Regions from separate parts of the Mus musculus genome. Here region 2 is linked to region 1. A link is a contact called in public Hi-C data. All regions are on one chromosome and are shown on one strand. The core of a region is the stretch at or near the end of the contact, and the rest is flanking DNA. Distances in the headings are between cores, read along the strand shown.

Region 1 (4,281 bases), core at 677-3,176:
AAATAAAGCTCCATTGGAGAAAACTGTTTCCCCCTTACCAGAGGGTGTCAATTACAGATAGTTTACAGATCCTGTCCACTTTCTTCTTTCAGTATTGAGACCCTGGGTGGCTTGTATAGGCCTATACCATTAATCCCAGCTCTCTGGAAAGAGAGGCAAGAGATCTCTGAGCTGGAGGCTAGGTCAGCCTGGTCTACAGAGAGAGGATTGGTTTCAAATCACCAACCAACCAACCAACCAACAACAATAAATAGGGGGCTGGAGAGATGGCTCAGTGTTTAAGAGCCCTTGCTGCTTTCGCCGAGAACCCGAGTTCAAATCCTAGCACCCTCTGTGGGACGTTCGTATCTGGCTGGAACTCCAGCCCCTGGGGATCAGAAACAGCCTCTCCTCTGGCTTCCATGGTCATCTCCATGGTGCCATGGTTACATGACATACCCACACCAAGATGTATATCTACATACACATAATTAAAAGTAATAAAAATATTTCAAAATGTGTGTGTGTGTGTGTGAGTGTGTGTGCATACAGGTATGTGTGGAGGCCAGAGGACAATCCCAGAAGCCAAAAGGCTCTCTCGATGGCCTGGAGCTCACTAACTGGGCCAGGCTGTGAGCAGCAAAAATCCACCTCTTTCTGCTTTCTCAGCACCTGGATTGCAGTCACACCCAGCTTTTTACAAGGGTTTTGGGGATCTAATTCAAGGCTTTGAATTTGCAAGGCGAGCACTTTACTAACTGTTGCCCTAGCAACAGTCTTTAAAAAAAAAAAAAAAAAAAGATGAGGCTGAGCGAGAGGCTGAAAGGGTAGCATGCCAGTGGTGTGTGTGGAGGTCAGAGGGCAACATTCAGGAGTCAGCTCTCTCCTTCCACCATGAGGTTTCAGGGATGGAAAGTCAGATCGGCAGGCTTGTGCGAAAGGTGCTTTTACCATCTGAACTGTCTCTCTCTCCCTCACCTACCCCATCCTCATGACTCAAGATGTGGCCATGCTTGGCCAGAAACTCAACATATTGTCAGGCTGAAGTCAGAGATCTGTCTGCCTCTGCCTCAAAGGAAAGGCTCAAAGTGGCCTTGCTTGTAGCCAAGGACAGTGTCAGAGTTCCTGATCCTCCTGTGTCAAGTCCTCATGGGTGGGATCACAGGCAGGCATCACCACATTGGTTTTCTGCGGTGGTGGTCTGGAACCCAAGCATTCAACCAGCGGTGCTACAGCCTCAGCCCCATGTGTAACCTTTTATCGAATCTAACTCTGATGTTTGAGAATGGCGAACAACAGGGCTCAGGTGCATTTTATTTTTCTATGAGTATCGGATTCATTGACCTTCTTTAAGAAAATCCCCTTCCGGGGCTAACAGACCCACGGCTCAGAGTTTAAGAACGCACACTGTTCTTGAACGGTGGGTTCAGTTCCCAGCATCCACACGGTGCCTCACAACTGCCAGCAAATCCAGTTTCAGACAATATGATACTTTCTGGTCTCCATGGATACCTGCACACATGTGATACATACCAACTCACTGTAAAAATCATAAACATAGAAAACCAAAAGCAAAACCCCTCATTTCTGAAGTGCTACTTTTGTTACGGATCAAGAGGCCCGGGTATAGGTCTGTTTCTAGGGCTACAGAAATTAGAAAGCTAATTGAGTATGTAAGAAAAAAAAAAAAAAAAGAAAGAAAGAAAAGTGAAGACCACGTGACTAAACAGCCCGTGGGCCTTTAACTCCCTGGGACCCCTGGACTGGTGGGAGATCAAACAGGAAAGCAGCTAGATATTCTGACCCAGGAAACCTCAGGCAGCAGTAGTAGTATTTTTTTTTTCCTTTTGTTGTTCGATTTCAAGTGTCGGGGAGTACAATGGAAAGAACATCCACTTGGGGCAGGAAATGCCAGGGAAAGAGCCCAGAGGACGTGACATTTGGGTGGGTCATGAGTGACGATGAAATCTGTCATCTCTTTTTATGACTGTAATCTGCTGTCTACCGTGCGTTTCCCACCCGCGTTTCATCTGCATTATGTCTTATCTGATTTAGAAGGGCCCACAGGGAACTGTATCCCGCCCCCTCCCAACCCCTCGCCCCAGAAGATCTGAGAGCTGGGGCTGGTTCTGGGTTTGTCAGACTCAGCTGTACTTCGTAAAGGCCTGGGCTGGGCCTTTAAATTTTTTTCTGTAACTGTAGTGCCACAGGATTCCTGAGTTTCACCCACACACAGGCTCCCTACCCGAGCCCCAGCTGGCTGCCAACACCCACACTAACCAACTAACCCCCAGCAACACCGCCTTGGCTGTGTCGAAATTCACACCACACCATACCTCCCCGGGTCTGGAAGAAAGGCACAGGGTCTTGGTGCTGTGCAGACACCCTGATAAGGCTCTGGTGAATAACCCGTGAGTAACAGGAAATCAGGAAACAGGAGCTGCCCCTGTAGCAAGAAACGGGAGGGTGGATGGCTGTTCGCACAGTGGTCTGTACACCGGCACCGTGGACGCGCCCTTCAGTGTCGAGATTCCAGTTTCCTTCCCTGACTGGGGGATGAGAATGGAGTTCACAGAAGGCAGCTGTGGATTTCCAGTGAAACTCCCTGGGACATTCTGATCTCGATGTCCCAGCAGGTTTGGAAATGGTAGTATTACTAAACACCTGGACCCATTCTTCATTAAAAAGATTAAATTAAGTCAGGTGTGGGAACCGGTGCCTGTAATGTTGGTACGTGGAGGATGTGGCGCGAGGATGGGTGAGTTTGAGGCAATCCAGAGCTACATAGGAAAACTTTCTAAAAAATGTGTGTGTGTTCACGTGCGCAAGAGTGTGTGCATTCCTGCATACACAGGCACTTACAGCTCACATTCACACACACAAAGAAAAGAAAGGACTATTAATGATAATTAGCAGAGGAAAGTGGAACAGATACAGGGAAGAGTTTCTTGTGCCTTTATATCTTTCCATGGTGTTAAAAATTTAGCCTCAGTGAGTTCAAGGCCAGCCTGGTCTACAGAGTGAGTTCCAGGATAGCCAGGGTTACACAGAAAAACCCTGTCTCAAAAAAAAAAAAAAAAAAAAAAAGCCTCAGAAATTGCTACTTTTTTATGGCTGGGGGTGGTGGTACATGTCTTTAATCCCAGATTTCGGCAGATCTCTTTGAGTTCAAGGCCAGCCTGGTCTACAGAGTGAGTAAGGGTTACACGGAGAAACCCTGTATCAAACAAAACAAAACAAACAAACAAAAAACCAAACAAGCAAAAAGGAAGAAAAAAGAAAGAAAAGAAAAAAGAAAAAAAGAGCCAGGACAAGCTAAGGACGTAGCTCAGTTGGCAGAAAATTTACCTAAAGTACATCCATCATCAGAACCAGAGAACCCAGGCAAGGCAGTATAGCCCTGTAATCCCACCCTATAGAGATGGAGGCAGAAGAACCAGACGTGAAAAGCAATCCTTGGCTTCGAGTGAGTTTGAGGCTAGTGGCCGTTCAGAGTCACAAGAGACTTTGTCTAAAACAAAACATACACGTATACTTACATATACACGTAAACCTTGAGGAAAATTCAATACCTCTCCGGAACCTGTGAACTGTTTTCCTTACAGCAGGGGGCAGCAATGATTCTCAAATATCCCTGACATCAGCACTAACCTGCGGCTTGGCGTCCACGGGTTTCCAGTTCCAGGCCCAAATACCATCCAGCAGATCATAAGGGAAACGAAAGACAATCACCACAGAAAGCTTTAGATGCCGGAGGAATTGTTAAATAAAACATGTTCCAGGTTCTTTTATTGATCCTGAAAACCTGTGTTTGCCCTGAAGCTCAGTTTTCCCATCTGATAAATTAAGTCTATAGATTTGCTGAAATCACTTTAAAGAGCTCTTTCTGCATCTGTTAAGAAAACAAAGGACAACATATCAAACCAAACCCATTTTAAGCTGGACGTGGTGGCACACACCTTTAATTTCAGTACAAAAGGCAGAGGCAGGCAGAGTTCCAGGCCAGCTTGGTCTACAGAGCAAGTTCCAGGACAGCCAGGGCTACACAGAAAAATCATGTCTCTAAAACCCCAAACAAACAAACAAATAAATAAAGTAAGACTTTAGCTGGGTGTGGTGCACACACCTTGCTGTGTTCAGAGGGCATCAGATTTCTCTATGAGTTCGAGGTTAGTCTGGTCTAACAGTAAGTTCCAGGCCAGCCAGTACAACATAGTGATAATCCTACTTAATGAAAAACAAAAGCAAACCCAGAAAACCTTTACAAATCCAAATCAGCATCAGGAAGGAACAAGCCCCAGT
Region 2 (4,281 bases), core at 982-3,481, 110 kb after region 1:
ATAAAGCAATTCACTGTAGTGTGAAACCTGGACGATGGATCCCAGGACACAAAGGGAGGCTGGGAAGCTGGGAAATCTGGATGAGTGGTGAACTTGAATAATACTACATCAACTTTGGTGCACAACTCATAGCAAATGTATCAATATAAGAGGAACGACATCATGGGGCTTGGGACATATGGGACCTGGTATATATGTAATTCTTCTGTAAATCTAAACTGTTCTGCATAAGAAACCTATTAAAAATGGTAACTTATGGATCCAGAGAGATGGTTCAACGGTTAAGAGTTCTTGTTGCTCTTGTGAGTTCAGATCCAATAACACGTCAGATGGTCCATAACTGCCTGGAATTCCAACTTCAGGGGATAGGATGTCCTCTTCTGGCCTGATTGACACCTGCATCCACATGCATATACCCACACACAGAAACACACACATGCACATAAAATTAAATAAATGAATCTTAAATATCCTAATAATTTAAGGCTGACAAGAAGCCTTTGTGGTAAAAGCTCTTGCCACATATGCTTGACATCCTGAATTTGAGCCCCAGAATCCACAGTGGAAGGAGAGAAATACCCGAGAGTTGTCCTGTAACCTGTGTGTCTGTTCATGTGAGTTCATGCATGTGTGAGGATCATGCACGCGCGCACACACACACACACACACACACACACACACACACACACACAGTCAGAGGGGCATATCATCCTCCTCTATTGCAGCTAAGCTGAGGCTCAGTCTAAGCTTGTCCGAGGCTAAATACACAGACGCTTGCAGGAACCACATGAGAATTCTTGCAGACCAACCACCAAGCACTTACATTTCTTGACTTCAAATTGATCAGATTAGCAACATCCTCAACCAGCCAGAGGGAACACTTAGCAGTTTGTTTTGAATCTCCCACCTAGTACATTTCAGAGTGCACACACAGGGGAGGCCCCAGGATCACCTCCACGTACGGAGGAAAAACCTGACTCACCAAGAACCAACAGTCAACACTGAGGAACCACAGTCAGGTGGTGGGGATGCCAGAACCTGAGCCCAGGATACAAACTCTAAATTCAGGTTTTCATATCCCCAGCCCCGACATTCCTTGAGGAGAAGACTTTAATAATAATAATAATTATAGGTATAATTATAATTATTATTTTGAGACAGAGTCTCTCTGTAAAGCTCAAACTGGCCTTGAACTCATAATCTTTCTGCTTTAGCCTTTAAGTGCTGGGGACTACTGACGACACCAGTCTAAGCTAATTTTTTTTATTTAATTATTTTCAGTACTATAAATGGAACATAGAGCCTCACACAAAATGCTGTGCCTCTGAGTTGTCTTCTGAGCCTTTCCTTTTCTCTTTTCTTTTCTTCCTTCCTTCCTTCCTTCCTTCCTTCCTTCCTTCCTTCCTTCCTTTCTTCCTTCCTTCCTCTTCTTCTTCCTCCTCCTCTTCCTCCTCCTCCTCCTCCTACTCTTCTTCTTCTTCTTCTTCTTCTTCTTCTTCTTCTTCTTCTTCTTGTAACCTCTTGTTTTTAGAATAAGGTTTCACTAAGTTATCCTGGCAGGCCTGATGAATTATGATCTGCTAGTAGCTGGGAATATGGGCCTACATCTCCAGACCTGACTTAAGTTATTAATTTAAAATTTTAAATCTTTATTATTATGATGATGATGTGTGTGTGTCTCTGTCTTTTTGTCTCTGTCTGTGCATATTTGTGTGTGTGTGTGTTTGGGAAAGGAATGTGTTAGGCTCCCAGTCAGTGGAGTCGAATGGAGAAAGAAGAATGCATGTCAGTCTAGAGCAGTTACTAATACAAACTTCCAGGGTTTCCAGAAGTAGAGGGGGTCTGCTGTGGCTTGGGGCTGAGCTGCCCATAGGCCTATATAACCTTCTCCCCCAACCCCACAAGGTCTTCCCAGGTCCCCAGTGATGGGAGAGAGCCTGAGCCTGCCTCCTCCCACTGATCTGTCTGTGCTCTGATTAGGCCCTTATCTTTCTGGCTTTGCCTTGGTTGGCTGCCTGTCAAGTTCAATTGCACTGCAGGGCCTTCATCCTGCCGTGCGCTGAGTGTCCCTGAGTGGAAGGTTCTCAGACTCCGGGCCTGCTCCTGATAGTCCTGGGTTCTATAATCCAGAGCAGTGTTTCTGCAACACAGCAGGCTCCCAGTGTGTGTCTGAATCAAATTAAGGAGAAGCTACCTCCCCGTGCCCTGATGTTGGATTTCAAGGCATTGAGAGATGCCCACACATCTCCCCCTTCCAAAATAACTTCCCTTTCTCCAGACTCTCTTTTGCCCCACATTCTATGATTAGGCTCCGTTTTTTTTTTTTTTTTTTGGCTTATGCCAAATAGAAACTTTGTACATGATTAAAAAAAAAACAAAACAAAACAAAAAACAAACCAACAACATTCTTAGTTCTAGCAGGAAATAGAAGGTACATTGAAAAAGGTTTATCTGAGGTGTGGCGGGGTGGGGGTGGGGGGATTAATACAAGAAGCCCAGAGTCGAAGCACCCTAGGTCTTGCAGTAACAGGAAGTTGTTAGCTCTCTAGGGCTGAAGGGCCAAAGGGAGCCCAGAGTGCTTTGCTTAGGGGCACAGAGGCTGTGGCTGCCCCATTATGCAAGTCTGAAGCAGATGTCTTCGTGTTGCTCTCTTGAAGCAGCAACTGTGCCCCCCAACTTCCCCCCAACCCTCTCCCCCACTCACACAGAGGCCACATTCACCCAGAAACCAGAGGGTGAGTGAGAGCTCTTCTGAGCTTTTAAGGCTCAGCTTCCCAGGGCCAAAGAACAGCAGAAAATGCATCCTATCTAGTTTTAATAGAATAAAGAATAATGAACCTAATGGATTATGCTTAGAGTAAAGATATTACACTCTTTAAGAAGGGCTGGGCCTGGGCCTGAGGATACAGGACTATACTCCCAGCTGCTTGGAAGGTTGAAGCAGGAGGATGGGCTCAAGGCCTACTCGGGCTACATAGTAGGTTCAAGGCAACTTTACGATACCCTATCTCAAAAATAAAAGGCCAAGGCGATGATAGCTCAACTGGTAGAGTGCTCGCTAGCCTACACCAGGCTTCAATTCCCAGCACCACTTAACCTGGCCATGGTGGGAGCACAGCTATAATTTCAACACACAGGAGGTGGAGAAGGGGAAGGAGAAGTTCAAGGTCACCTTTGGTTACATTAAAAACCCTGTCTCAAATAAACAAGTAAAAACAATAGATAAAATGAAAAGGGCCTGCGGATATACCTCAGTGGTAGAGGGCTTGCCCAGCATGCGCAAAGCCCGAGGTTCAATCCCTGTTACTGGGGCGGGAGTGGGAGGGAGGCAATGAGAGAGGAAAGGAGAGTTAAGGTGACTTCGAGCCTGGTCCTGAGTAAGAGGTTGTGGATGGCAGCCCAGTAGCCTGGGAAAGCCTGGGGGAGCGCAACAGTGGAGCAAATGCTTTGTCATCCATCACCTGGGTTTGACTAGCCAGTCTGGGGCTGGGAGGCCTCAATCAGAGCTCTGCTCCCCAGTTCTGGGCTGTGCCTTGGCAATGGGTGTTTCTTTCCTGTGCCTCTGATGCAGAACCCTTGTTTCTGCTTCAGGCAACTGTAGGGATTGCATAAATTATCTTTGATCCTGGGTCTGGGAGAGAGAAGGGAAAATGGTTGTCGGAGCTGCCTAAGGTTGGGAAGCACTGTCAGGAGGAGCAGGGGACGGAGGACTGGAGTCCTAGATGGTAGATGGGGCTCCCTCAGGGCTGGCAAGGGTCATGGAACATCTAGGGTCTCATGCTTAAAGTGAGGTCCAGGGGCCGGTAGTATTAGATTACCAGAAAGTTCATTAGAAGCAAGGAGTCTGGGTCCCCACCATTTACTGACTCACTCAGGGTTTATATTTTTTCCAATTTTAAATTATTGTTTTTTCTCTTTAAGAAAATGTTTGCACATGTGCACATGCATTTGTGTATGTGCTTGGGTGCGTGTAGAGGCCAGAGATTGACTGGTGTTGGTTCTCTCTCTCTCTCTCCCTCCCTCCCCTCCCCACCTTCCAACTCCCGTTTTTTTGAGATGGGATTTCTCTGTAAAAACAGCATGGCTGTCCTGGAACTTGCTTTATTGGCGATGCTGGCTTCGAACTCACAGAGAACTTCCTGCCTCTGCCTCCCACTTGCTGGGATTAAAGGCATGTGCCACCATGCTGGGACTCTGTAGTGTTTTTTAAAAAACGTGAATGGGTGTTTTGTCTGCGTATGTCTGTGTACCTCGTGTGTGTTTAATACTATCACAGGGGCC

The links. Hi-C and Micro-C count contacts between places; a contact is called where the count stands out from the background.
Region 2: a Hi-C map of the N1E-115 cell line shows a contact between it and region 1, with 2.5 times the contacts expected there. The contact joins two enhancer-like sites. A contact is called at or near these places in 7 of 39 promoter capture datasets (the 3T3-L1 cell line, the C10 cell line, cranial neural crest and 2 more), 1 of 15 datasets of contacts at CTCF or cohesin (the NIH/3T3 cell line), 2 of 484 Hi-C or Micro-C datasets (the N1E-115 cell line and nephron progenitors) and 5 of 115 datasets of contacts at active chromatin or transcription factors (embryonic stem cells and stem cell-derived neural progenitor cells).

Annotation. Positions count from the first base shown.
Region 1 is chr8:107,112,620-107,116,900 of GRCm38.p6, forward strand. No RefSeq gene overlaps it. Among named protein-coding and RNA genes, the nearest start is that of Gm39240, 9.3 kb to the right of the region's middle. Within about 2 kb of position 1,927, at least 131 of the 459 cell types and tissues checked have an H3K27ac peak or open chromatin away from gene starts, as enhancers often do. A contact at or near this core is called in the N1E-115 cell line, where this site is marked.
Region 2 is chr8:107,220,105-107,224,385 of GRCm38.p6, forward strand. No RefSeq gene overlaps it. Among named protein-coding and RNA genes, the nearest start is that of 4930517G24Rik, 17 kb to the left of the region's middle. Within about 2 kb of position 2,232, at least 47 of the 459 cell types and tissues checked have an H3K27ac peak or open chromatin away from gene starts, as enhancers often do. A contact at or near this core is called in the N1E-115 cell line, where this site is marked.